Linked DNA regions of Mus musculus: regions 1 and 2 are each linked to region 3. The links are chromatin contacts, called in public HiChIP or PLAC-seq maps. All regions are on one chromosome and are shown on one strand. The core of a region is the stretch at or near the end of the contact, and the rest is flanking DNA. Distances in the headings are between cores, read along the strand shown.

Region 1 (3,939 bases), core at 1,114-3,613, 180 kb after region 3:
TAACCAATAACTGACTAGAGGAGAGAATAGGGCGGGACTTCTGCCAGTGGCGGTGGGGGCTGGGGGGTGAGGGGAGAAGGAAAGAAATATTCACCAAGTAGAGAGGGTCCAGGAGATACCATGAGAACAGACTGGAGCAGAGAGAGCCAGACTGATATTAAACTGCAAGTTTCTAGGCGGTTTTGGCTGGTTGACAGCCAGATTACCTTAGAGAATTAGAATAGATTAAGAGCTGCTTAGATCTTATACTGTAAAGCCTATTAAATAAATCTAATAGTTTCAGTCTCATTTATTTGAAAGCTAGCTGGGATAGAGAAAAAAAACTGTAAGACTTATAAAACTACTCATGACACACATCAAGTAGCTCACAACTGCCCACAACTCCAGTTCCACGAGATCCGGTGTCCTCTTGCACATATGCATGACACACGTCACATGCACACAAGTACCCATAATTAAAAATAAATCCTTTAAAGATGAATACATTTAAAAAAAATCAAGCCAGGCATGGTGGCGCACGCCTTTGATCCCAGCACTCTGGAGGCAGAGGCAGGCGGATTTCTGAGTTCGAGGCCAGCCTGGTCTACAGAGTGAGTTCCAGGACAGCCAGGGCTACACAGAGAAACCCTGTCTTGGGAAAAAAAAATCAAATAGGTATTACAAAATAAGAAGCAGTCAGGGCTGGAGATGTCACGCCAGAGCCTTTGTCCTGCGTGTGAGAAACTCAGGATGATGACCCAGTAAGACATAGAGAGTAGTGGTCAAGAAGAATTAAGGAAATATCACATGGCTTATATTTATTCTTTTGTCTCAGAATTTTCTCAAACAATGTACTAGGAGGGGGGCACGCACACGCTGGAGGACAATCGTGGGAGTTTGTTCTCTTTTTTTCCACCACTTATGTTCTAGGGATTAAACTCAGGTTGTCAAATTTGGCAGCATCTATCCTACTCACTGACTATAGACGGAAACAAGGTCTCACTCTATAGTTAGAACTAGGTATATAAACCAGGCTGGCTTTGAACTTGTGCCAATCCTCCCAGCTCTGCTTTCGGACTGCTGGGATAACAGGCATGTGCCACCACACCAGGCTGGCATGTTTTCCCACTAGGCCTTAGATTAAAACTCAAAATCATTCAAATCCCGTGATGAGTCGCTGGTAACAGGGCACTATGACTTGTGTATGAAGAGTTCTTCCCAAACCTTCATGTGTTGAAGGCTTCTTCCCTACGTGGGAGATAATGCTGAGAGGGGACTGGATGCTGAGAGACCTTAACATTGGGAGCTATGACATAACGGCAAATCTTATCTTAGCATTGGGAGGCGGTACAAAGGAGGTGAAGCCAGCTGGAATAACTAATTCCCTGGGACCTGGTGGTGGAAAGACACACCTTGTCCCCATGCCTTTCTGTAAGGTCCACCATGCTCTCTCAGATCCATGGAGCCAAGTGACCAGAAGCTGAAGCTAACTCAGATGAAATAAAAGATGCATGGAGCAGAAAATGAAAAGAACCGCGAGGAGTCTGATTAGAACCTCAAGCCTTGTGTATATTACCTGCTATATTTATACTGCACAGGGCTGAGATGCTCTCACTATGCTTGCTGGACAGTACCTGGTATAAGGGTACTTGGATGTATCTGTTACACTTAATATAAAACGCCTATTAAAAAAACTTCGGAAGGGAATGGATATATGTGACCTTAACAATGGTGTCTCCCCACGGGCTTGAATTTTTCCAATTCTCCCTAAGCTTGCGGTAAGCCATTCTCAATAGCAAGATGGCTACAGGGACCCCCCCCCACCCCCCAGGTGCTGGCTGTTGCCTCCTCTCAGGTGCAACTACGACAGTTATCTGACTAGGGGTAGGGACATGGATCGGCTTCAGGCCTAAGAGGGGTATATGGTGGCATTTGTGGCTGACTTCTGCAGACATCCTAGTACACCAGGTACTTATTCACCCACCCTATAGTTTCATAAAGCAGCACAGCGGGGCTCCCTCCACTACATCCAGATCAAGTTTGCCTCCTTCAGTCAGGGGACTGACTCTTCAGCACTCGGGTCCTCTAGGAATGTAACTCCTATCCAAGTTCCCCTGGCGCACGGCTCGTTATCCTATATCTGAACCGCAGAGCTGTCCTTTGCAACAGAACTCAACTGTCTGCCTTTCAATCCTAGGCCTGAGGGCGTCATTATCCTTGTCCCTCCGGGAGCTGACCTTGCTCCCTGCTCCAGAGGTAATTCGTCCCTTAGTGCTATACCACTCTTGCTTTTTAGATCGTCCCTTTGAGAGGGTCACGAGTTGGGGCGTCACCCTGGGGTGGCAGAGGGGGAGGAGACGCGCTCCTCAGGTCGCGCGCCGCCTATTTCCGGGCCGAGCTGCTGGGCGGGGCTGCTGCCCGGACCCGGTGGTGGTGGTGGCAGCGACAAGGCGACCCGCGGTGGCCACGACGCGGAGCAGCGGGCGGCGGAGCCATGGCAGGCTGCTGCTCCGTGCTCCGGGCTTTCCTGTTCGAGTACGACACGCCGCGCATCGTGCTCATCCGCAGCCGTAAAGTGGGGCTCATGAACCGCGTGGTGCAGCTGCTCATCCTGGCTTACGTCATTGGGTGAGCGGGCCTGGGGAGGGGCCGCGGCTGGGGGCAACCCAGACTGTCGGGACCTGGCAGCGCCCCCTTGCTCGCTCTCTGGGTCTGGGGCAATAGCTGAGCCGGCCAAGCCCCTCCTCCCCGAGTTCAAGGGGCGGCGACACGCCCTCGCCGGGCTCTAGCCAAGCCACCTGGAACCAGCTTGAACAGGACACTGGGGACTACTGGACGTCCTGGGAGCTAAGCCTCGTCTTAGCTAGACTGTCACCCCATCTTTCTCGCATCCTTCCCTCCCGACTTGCTTCATGCTGCGCCTTGGCTTGGTGGAGGGGCAGGGCAGGGAAGGCTTAACTCTGTGCGTCACGGACTTCTCTTCGGTTCCTTTTCAAACTCGGACAGAAACCAAGGCTTGTGGTTTTCATTCGGTACTTTCTGGGTCTGTGGTTTCTGTTACCTTAAGAAGCTTCTGATAACCCAGTACCCTTGAGATGTCACACTTCCCAAAAGTGTCCCAAGGTCACTTCCTTTGTTTTGTTGGATTGGTTGGGAATATGAGTACCCGCCTGATTTTGATTCTAAACTCTGCTCTTCATTACTGTTTATATATACCCTCCCATCACTAGGCGTTATGAAACGTTTAATTTTAATTGGATGCACCTGTAAGGCTGTAATACACCCCAGGAGAGATGGTGAACCTTACCTTGCCTCCTGGGCCCAATTTCAAGGTATTCGAGTGTCAACAGCTGCTAGCGTGACAGGTGGATCTGTTTTCTTACTAAAGGGCCTAAAGCACGGGTCCCCAAACAACACATTGGAGTCACTTAGGAATCCACAAAAAACACAGATAGATTGCCAATTCACAAACTGACTCAGAGCTGTAAGACCTCTGTGCCTGACCACACTCACCTGAGAAAGCTTTGTGTGGCCTTAGGTATATGAAATAGGTACACAGGTGGCTGGAGAGATGGCCCAGAGAGATGGTTAAGAATGCCTAAGATACAGCCTTTAATCCTAGCACTGGTGAGAGACAGGTAGGCAGATATCTATGAGTTCAAAGCCAGCCTGGTCTACATAGTTTCAGGACAACCAGAATTATTACAGTGTCCCAACTAAATAATAAATCAACAGGTCTCCTGCTTTGGTGTTAGGTCTGGAATCTGTTCAGACCGCCTAAGGGCATTCAAAAGAATGCAGAGGAGTTTCCGCTCACAAGGTTGTAGCTTCCACCATATGGAAGCGGTAGACACTAGATAAGACTCGCTGAAGCTGGAGGAGGCAGTAATCAGTATGTCTGCAATCCCAGTATTCATGGGGCTGAGGCAGAAGAATGCTCGCCTGAGCTATGTGAGCCCC
Region 2 (3,809 bases), core at 1,033-3,532, 200 kb after region 3:
GAGGGGTCAGACCTACATCTTATTTTCTTTTCTTTTTTTTAAGATTTATTGATATACATAGGTACACTGTAGGTGTCTTCAGACACACCAGAAGAGGGCATCAGATCTCATTACGAATGGTTGTGAGCCACCATGCAGTTGTTGGGATTTGAACTCAGAACCTTTGGAAAAGCAGTCAGTGCTCTTAACTGCTGAGCCATCTCTCCAGACCCACATTTCTGAATTCTTACAGAAAAAAAAAATTCACCCAAGAAACGAGTCCCCTTGGGGACAGACTCACCTTGTATTGTCAGCCGCAGGCTGGTGTGGCACCTCTTAGAGCTTTCTGGCAGTATAGTTTCCTTTACAGCAAGGTCAGAATGTCCCTGCTGGCGAACTCCTCTGTGTTTTGACTTATAAAACCAGATCCAAGGAGCATCCATAACCCATGAACGCCTTAAAGGCAAACTGGAGGCCAGCAGATGCTAGGCAATCATGGTGGCCACAGCCAGCATCCCTTTCATTGAATGCTTTGGGCAGGAAGTTCTGCCTCTTCAGAGGAAGGATCCGGAAGGCCTGGTGACCCTAGTGTGACACAAAAGAGGATAGAAAATGCCAGATGTTCCCATTCTCCTTGCGAGAGTGGCGCTGTAAACTGTCGGAAAGGTGGCACCGACCGCAATGCGCATGTGTGTAATAACCTGTACAATTCCTTTTCCAGGCCAGCTTTTTTAAAGGCTGCAGAAAACTTCACCCTCTTGGTAAAGAACAACATCTGGTACCCCAAGTTTAATTTCAGCAAGTAAGTGGGGGCCGGGCAATAGGCATTCACGCGCCTCTTAAAAAGAACTTCTGGGGGCTGAGAGATGGCTCAACGGTTAAGAGCACTGACTGCTCTTCCGAAGGTCCTGAGTTCAAATCCCAGCAACCACATGGTGGCTCATAACCATCCATAACGAGATCTGGTGCCCACTTCTGGTGTCTGAAGACAGCTACAGTGTACTTACATATAATAAATAAATAAAATTAAAAAAAAAAAAAAGATTTATAAAAAAGAACTTCTGGCTCTCCCCGAAGCTGCCCTTGCTCAGACTCTCTGCTTCCTCCCCTACTTCAGGAGGAATATCCTCCCCAACATTACCACCTCCTACCTCAAGTCGTGCATTTATAATGCGCGGACGGATCCCTTCTGCCCCATATTCCGTCTTGGCCAAATCGTGGCGGATGCGGGCCACAGCTTTCAGGAGATGGCAGTGGAGGTAGGTGCCAGCATGGTTTTCCTCGCATCTTACCTGCCCCAGGATCCCGGCCCCAGCGTGAGCTTGAGTTCCGAAAGCCTCCCCTGCTTTCCCCACAGGGAGGCATCATGGGTATCCAGATCAAGTGGGACTGCAACCTTGACAGAGCTGCCTCCCACTGCCTGCCCAGATATTCCTTCCGGCGCCTCGACACTCGGGACTTAGAACACAACGTGTCTCCTGGCTACAATTTCAGGTACCGCTCACGCGTTGGGAGGATGCGTACATGTGGTTCAAGCCCAGGGCACATCCTGAGACCTGTCTCACTAAAATATAAGAGGCTGCACTGAGCCGGGCGGTGGTGGCACACGCCTTTAATCCCAGCACTTGGGAGGCAGAAGCAGGCGGATTTCTAGGTTCGAGGCCAGCCTGGTCTACAAAGTGAGTTCCGGGGCAACCAGGGCTATACAGAGAAGCCCTGTCTCGAAAAGAAAAAAAAAAAAAAAAAAAAAAAAAAAAGAGGCTGCACTGAAACTAGCCAGCTGAAGATGCTGCTGTATCTGTTTCCCCGGGCTCTAGTAACAGATGACACCGAACAGCTCGAAACAACAGAATTTTATTCTTCGATAGTTCTGAAACCAGAAGTCTGTAGGATTATGTTGCTGTGAACTCTGCGGTCTGATGCCGTAAACTCCTGAACCCCCACCATCACCCCAAGTGCTGGGATTAGAGGTGTGCACCCGCCACACCCACCTTCTCTCTTCTATTTATGGACGGCTAGGAACTTGCTGTGTAGACCGGGTTGGTTCGATCTTCTCTTCAAGAACATTAGATTTAGGGTTAACCTTAATCTGGCATGACCTCTCTTTAACTAATTACATCTGCAAAATAAGATCACCTTTGCAGGTGGAGATGAATTTGAGAAGGGACACTATTAAATCCAGGACACCTGGGAATGTGAGCGAGGCCTGGGAACACCATTGCCATTTTTCAAAAGCAGCCAAATCCTGTGTACAGTTAACGAGCATTTATTTGCTAGGTCAGTTTTCAAAGTTGCCCTTGACTCCCTCTAGTGGTAGCTTGTGGTATCAAATTTGCGTGGGGTAGTAAGAAGGCTTTCTTGAGACTAGGGCAGCTATTCGAACTCCCCCCAACCCCCACACCAGGGTGGGGTCAGATTTGTATGGTTCTGTCTCTGTCTCAGGGTTCTTAGGGGCCACGGTGGAGACCTAAAGCTTGGAATCCTAGAACTGAGAAGTTGACGGATCTCACACACACCCAGACCGTAGCCAGCACCAGTCTCACCTGAGGGTCCCAAGCCTGGACCAATAGCATAGAAGCTGTGGCACAGATAAATCCCAGACTTGAGATTCTGATAGAAAGCTAACTAAGGCTGGGGCCGGGCAGAGCGGTGATAGGGGCAAGGTTTCTTCGGAGAATCTCCATATTGCATATTTAGGAACTAATTGACCTTTTAGTTTCCCGGGACAGCTGGGATTACAGACTTCCCTGGTTTGCATTCTGTAGCCTGGAGGGTGAGCTGAGTTGGTGTCTTATCTCAATTGTGTATCTCAATCCAGCCAATGAGACTAAAATGGCAGGTGGTAGCCAGGGGGGGAGCCCAGAGGCGTGGTGTATCCCACCTGGAGCCAAGCTCCAGCCGGGCTGTGAGCCCCGGGGCTGGCTCAGTCCCCATCCTTCCATGCAGTCTTGTAGATCCCCACTGGCTGACAAGTTCTGTTAGTGCACAGGGTCCCCTGGAGAGAGGCAGGGGATGATGATATGACCCAGCTGTATCATCAGGAAGGCCGTTCAGAGCAAAAGGGCTCCCATCCTGGGGTAGGATGCTGGTGGCAGAGGAGTCCCTCTGCTCCTCCGGGAGGGGTCCTGGCTCCTCCTGCTACATTGCCTCACATTAACTAGGAGGCTGACCTGGGGGGGGGAGGGTGCTTGGTGTCTGCGAAGCCACTGGAGCAACTCGTTAACCAAGACAAGTTGTGCTCAGGGACTTGGGTCCTGCGCTAACAGTCCCTGCCTGGGACCCCAAGATCTGCACTTATTCTCCACCCTACCCTCTTTTCCTCCAGGTTTGCCAAGTACTACAGGGACCTTGCTGGCAATGAGCAACGCACACTCACCAAGGCATATGGCATCCGCTTTGACATCATCGTGTTTGGAAAGGTAGGCCCTCCTCTGAACCCTGCTTGGAGAGAGAAAGCCTCCCACTGTCCTATTTTCTGTCATCACCCCCATTAGAACACTTTGGTTCTCCTCCTGTCTTCCGCCAGGCTGGCAAGTTTGACATCATCCCAACCATGATCAATGTTGGCTCTGGCTTGGCGCTCCTAGGGGTGGTGAGTGTTTTAGAGCGGTTTCCTTGTCTGGACCTTTCTTACTCGTCAGCAGCTTAGTGAGCAAGCGCTGGCCTTCCCCTAAACCTCAGACTTGACTCTAGACTGGATGCCGTTTGGGGTGAGGAGAAAGATTCCCTAGAAATCCCACCTCTGAGACCAAGCCGGTTGGTCTCAGTCCAGTCTGATGCAGAGAAACGGAGATGCCATTCCTCCTTGGTAGGTTAGATCTCAGAGGAAG
Region 3 (3,840 bases), core at 667-3,166:
CTCCAATTCTACTATCCTGTCCTCACAGCGCAGGGGGGCTAAGTCACAGCCAGGGCTCATGCAGGCACACATACAGCGGTTCAACTTCTCCGAGTCTCCGTCCTCACTCATTGGTGGGTCAGTGCTATACCTGAGCCACAGGTATCGTGGAGGTTAAACAAGGAGACACCCTGGACATGATGGTTCATATCTGTAATCCCAGCACTTGGGAAATGGAGACAGAAAGACCAGGTGTTCAAGGTCAACCTGGGCTCCATAGTGAGTTTGAGGCCAGCCTAGGCTACAGGAGACTCTGTCTCAAAAACATAAATTAAAAACAAAACAGCAACAGAACAAAGAGAGAATTCACGCGGTGTGCTCTGTGCGGTCTGGGCTTCGGTGAGCGTTGTGGCTACATGCCCATCATCTCAGGGCCTGGAGGCCATCCCCAGACAAGAAAAAGCAGCAGCTCCCCTCAGACCCACCCAGCAAGAAGGCCGTGGGCCAGGACCTCAGCGGCTCACAATGCCCAAGCCTTCTTTCCCTTGCTCTGTCTCTGGCTAACCAGTGCCAGGCCTGCCTACTCCTGCCAAACTCTGTGGTCTCCAACTTATTTGAATTCTCAAAGAGCAGCCCAGTAGATACTTGGAGCCGCTGGAGGAGAGACGGATCCAAGCCTGCCTGGATGGCAGTACTACACTGTCAGTCAGCTTAGGTTCTAAGGTGGCCTGGAGAGCCGCGTTCCCACAGAGAGCGGCTTCTGTAGGCAGGCCAGGGAGCTAGCTGGCTTTGGTTAAAGACTCTTTCCTCTCATATATACTCGCATCTAAATGTGTCACAAGCAAGCGTGGCTCCCCAACAGGTTCCGACATGATGGCTTTCCTGTTCTAAGGTGATGGGACACCATCGCTTCCACTAGGATGGCACTGGGTCCCACTTGGGAAATAAGATCTGGAATGGGCACAGAAACGGCGGGTACCTGCCTGGTGTGGCAATGCCAGGACGAACTGTGGTATGTGGCACAGGAGCCAGGCAGGATGGGAGAGGCGGCTCCGAGTACAGTGACCTTTGTCCTGTTTGTTCTTGGAGAGGGCAGGCCCGGCTAGCACGGCCCTCTTCTCCCAGTGTCTGCCCGAGGCTCTTGGCTGCTCGAATGTTCTTTGGGCTTGAGGCAGCAGCCTAACTTTGGTGGGTGATAAGCAGGGAACCTTCCAGGCAGTTAGGACACTGTGGAGCCTCTGGGGTGACCCAGCAGGCACCGGACTAGGTGTTGTGTGTGCTCCTGCCCCCTCCCCTTCACCCCTCCCTCTGGTTCTTTGCCAGCTGAAGGCTTATCATTAACTAGACATCTAGGCAACCCCTGCCAATTTGGACACTTTGTCACTGGGAGGAGAGAGGGCTAAAGACCCTGTATCTGCTCCACACACCATTCTGTCTCTTCTCAGCTTTGTCCTCTTTTAGCCTTGCTCCCTGCCAAGGCTGCCTGGGTCTCTGGCTCCTGCAGTTGGACATAGACATAGTGATGATGCCTGTGTGATGGAGAGGCAGGGTACTCTGGCCCTTTCCCTGCCGAGCTTTCTGACTGAGCCTGTTTCACCCCGCCCCCTTCTTTTATTTTATTTTATTTTATTTTACTTATTCACTTTACATCCCACTCACTGCCCCTCTCCCGGTCACCCCTCCCACAATCTCCCAGAGCCCCACCCCCCTACCCACGGTCTTCTCCTCTGAGTGGGTGGGGCCCTCTTCTTTCTTAATTCTGAATGAAGCCATCAGGGCTTCAGACATCCCAAGCCAGGCAAAGCATTCCTCTTGGGACGAGTCTGAAGGCTTCTCTTCTCTTTCCTGTCCAAAGTTAGGCCTGGGTGACCACCCCTTTCGCATCACGGAGGGCACTGCCTCTGCCCGCTCTGCCCTGGCTGGCAAGAGAGCTCTAGAGGGTAAAGAGTATCTTTCCCTTTCACAAATAATCGAATCCAGCCGTGTGCTGGAGGACTCGGGTGTATTAATAGCAGATGTTTTGTTTTCCTACTCTGGAGCTTGTCCCTGCGTTCGCATAGACGATAAGAGTCCACACAGTGTTCTCTGCCAGGCACCCTTCTGCCCTCCCCCAGGAGGGGCAAGTTGGGGGCGCTTGTTCCTCTGTTTAAAGCCATTGCTGATTTACAAACTCTGAAAAAATAGACTTAAAAGTTTATGTTCGGTCTCTCTTGGCTACTGTTGCTGCTCAGCAAAGAAACCCTATATTGTTTAAAGCCTCCAGGCAAAAGGGTTGCAAGGCAACCTTCAAACAATAGAAAATACCCTAAACTAAAAATAAAAGCACCAAGACCTGGGAAGTGTGGTAGTGCTTCGGTGAAGTCGCCCTGCGGGAAAGGCAAAGGGGAAGGCTGTCACACCAACATGTGGGCCACTGGTACCCTTCTTGTCTGTGTCTCCTATAGTTCAAGCATACTGGGTCCCCCTTCTTCCTATGCCTGGACTCTCTGTCTTTCCAGTGTCCACAGCCCCCAAACTCAAGAGGCTCCTCTCTCTGTTCTAGGGAAACTTCCTAAGACTAACAATCGCTGACCCTGCCCTTTGTCTCTTGCAATGAAATAATCTCCCATCTCTAAGAAGTCCCTTGGAGGCCTAGGAAGGAAGCTGAGCTCAGGGTAGCATACCCCGGATTTTGGGAGTGCGCCCTGGGAGGGTCACTACTTTGAGGCTGGCCTGGAGTTGTTACACGGTGAGATCCATACAGACTAAAACAAGACAAAACACACAGTTCATAAAGGAAAAGTCCAAGGAAGAAAGGCAGGACTGAGGACAGGAGCTAGGACAGGCTGGGGCCAGAGCCCATTATGATTCATTACATGGTGGGAGGCTCTAAACTAGGGAAAGATCCTTGTACTTTGAGGAAGGGGCCTCAAGCCAAGAAGTGCTAGGCTCCTGAAGCTGGAAAAGCAAGATGGATGCCCTTCAGAGGCCCTAGTGGGGACTTGACCAGTCGGACACCCTGACCTCTGGATTTCTGGCCTTAGAAATTTAAGGCTACAGTCCTGTTTTAAGCCATCAAGTTGGATGTTTGTATAGCAACATCAGGAGACAAATACAACGTTGAAAGCAGAACCTGAGGCTCTCTGGTGAAGACAAGAAACCTGCAATTCACTCTTCAGCATGTGACACAGAGGGCAGACCCATGGGGACAAAGCTGTAAGATCACGGTTTCCCTTAAAGAGTCACAGGGTCATAAAAAGGCTATGCCCTCTCTTCTCTCTCCCTCCACTCACTACTTTCCTCTCCCCTGCCAGCAGGGCAGGCTGGGCAATAGAGTGTCCACCTGTCTGCCTTCAGCAGCTGGGATGTTGTATTTTATCCTGTAACTTGTGACCCATCCAACTAGTGACCCAGAAACAGACCAGACTGGAAAGGGAAACCAGAAGTTAGCAAAACAAGCCACCTAGTCAGCCCCACCTCCACTCCAGGCTGCTAGCCAGCACTTGCTGCAGACTCTCCAAGCAGGGAGACTTGCAGGCCCTCTCCTTTGTAAGCAGGCTCGCCTTTTCCCAGTCTGTTCCCTGAGTGAATGCCTCCTAAGGACTTGCATAAGAGAGCCCGTAAAAGCCTCCCACCTTAAAGCAAGAGGAAAACACTGGATTTTTGGAGGCCCCCTTGTCTCCTGGATGCACACACACACTCAAAGACCGGAATTTACTCTGTTCTCCCTACAATGCCAGGAGATAAGAACCATCGGTCCTGTGTTAGAAGTCAGAGCCCTGAATTATGGTGAGGATGAGTAACATGGTCAAAGTCACATGGCAAACTAGACTGAACCAAAGCAGGAGGCAGCTCTCCCGGCTCCAGAGGACCGGGGAGCAC

What was found. HiChIP or PLAC-seq counts read pairs in DNA pulled down with a chosen protein or histone mark.
Region 1: a contact with region 3 is called in an H3K27ac HiChIP or PLAC-seq map of heart atrium, with 7 read pairs. The contact joins the promoter of P2rx4 here to the enhancer-like site in region 3. A contact is called at or near these places in 3 of 39 promoter capture datasets (the HPC-7 cell line and embryonic stem cells), 1 of 484 Hi-C or Micro-C datasets (cardiomyocytes), 12 of 115 datasets of contacts at active chromatin or transcription factors (T-cell acute lymphoblastic leukemia, astrocytes, bone marrow-derived dendritic cells and 7 more) and 3 of 9 other capture datasets (adipose tissue, embryonic stem cells and pancreatic islet).
Region 2: an H3K27ac HiChIP or PLAC-seq map of heart atrium shows a contact between it and region 3, with 2.6 times the contacts expected there. The contact joins two enhancer-like sites. A contact is called at or near these places in 1 of 39 promoter capture datasets (embryonic stem cells), 3 of 484 Hi-C or Micro-C datasets (bone marrow-derived macrophages, cerebral cortex and embryonic stem cells), 10 of 115 datasets of contacts at active chromatin or transcription factors (T-cell acute lymphoblastic leukemia, cardiomyocytes, embryonic stem cells and 6 more) and 3 of 9 other capture datasets (adipose tissue, embryonic stem cells and liver).

What each region holds. Positions count from the first base shown.
Region 1 is chr5:122,705,181-122,709,119 of GRCm38.p6, forward strand. It overlaps P2rx4 (purinergic receptor P2X, ligand-gated ion channel 4), which reads left to right and starts at 2,364. Exons shown (of 12, transcript NM_011026.3): 1 at 2,364-2,607. The coding sequence starts at 2,474.
Region 2 is chr5:122,723,894-122,727,702 of GRCm38.p6, forward strand. It overlaps P2rx4 (purinergic receptor P2X, ligand-gated ion channel 4), which reads left to right. Exons shown (of 12, transcript NM_011026.3): 6 at 701-781; 7 at 1,097-1,238; 8 at 1,337-1,473; 9 at 3,305-3,398; 10 at 3,506-3,571. It also overlaps a transcript of Camkk2 not described here. Among named protein-coding and RNA genes, the nearest start is that of P2rx4, 18 kb to the left of the region's middle. Within about 2 kb of position 2,283, at least 15 of the 459 cell types and tissues checked have an H3K27ac peak or open chromatin away from gene starts, as enhancers often do. A contact at or near this core is called in heart atrium, where this site is marked.
Region 3 is chr5:122,526,030-122,529,869 of GRCm38.p6, forward strand. No RefSeq gene overlaps it. Among named protein-coding and RNA genes, the nearest start is that of 1700040P09Rik, 14 kb to the left of the region's middle. Within about 2 kb of position 1,917, at least 104 of the 459 cell types and tissues checked have an H3K27ac peak or open chromatin away from gene starts, as enhancers often do. A contact at or near this core is called in adipose tissue, astrocytes, cardiomyocytes and 3 more, where this site is marked.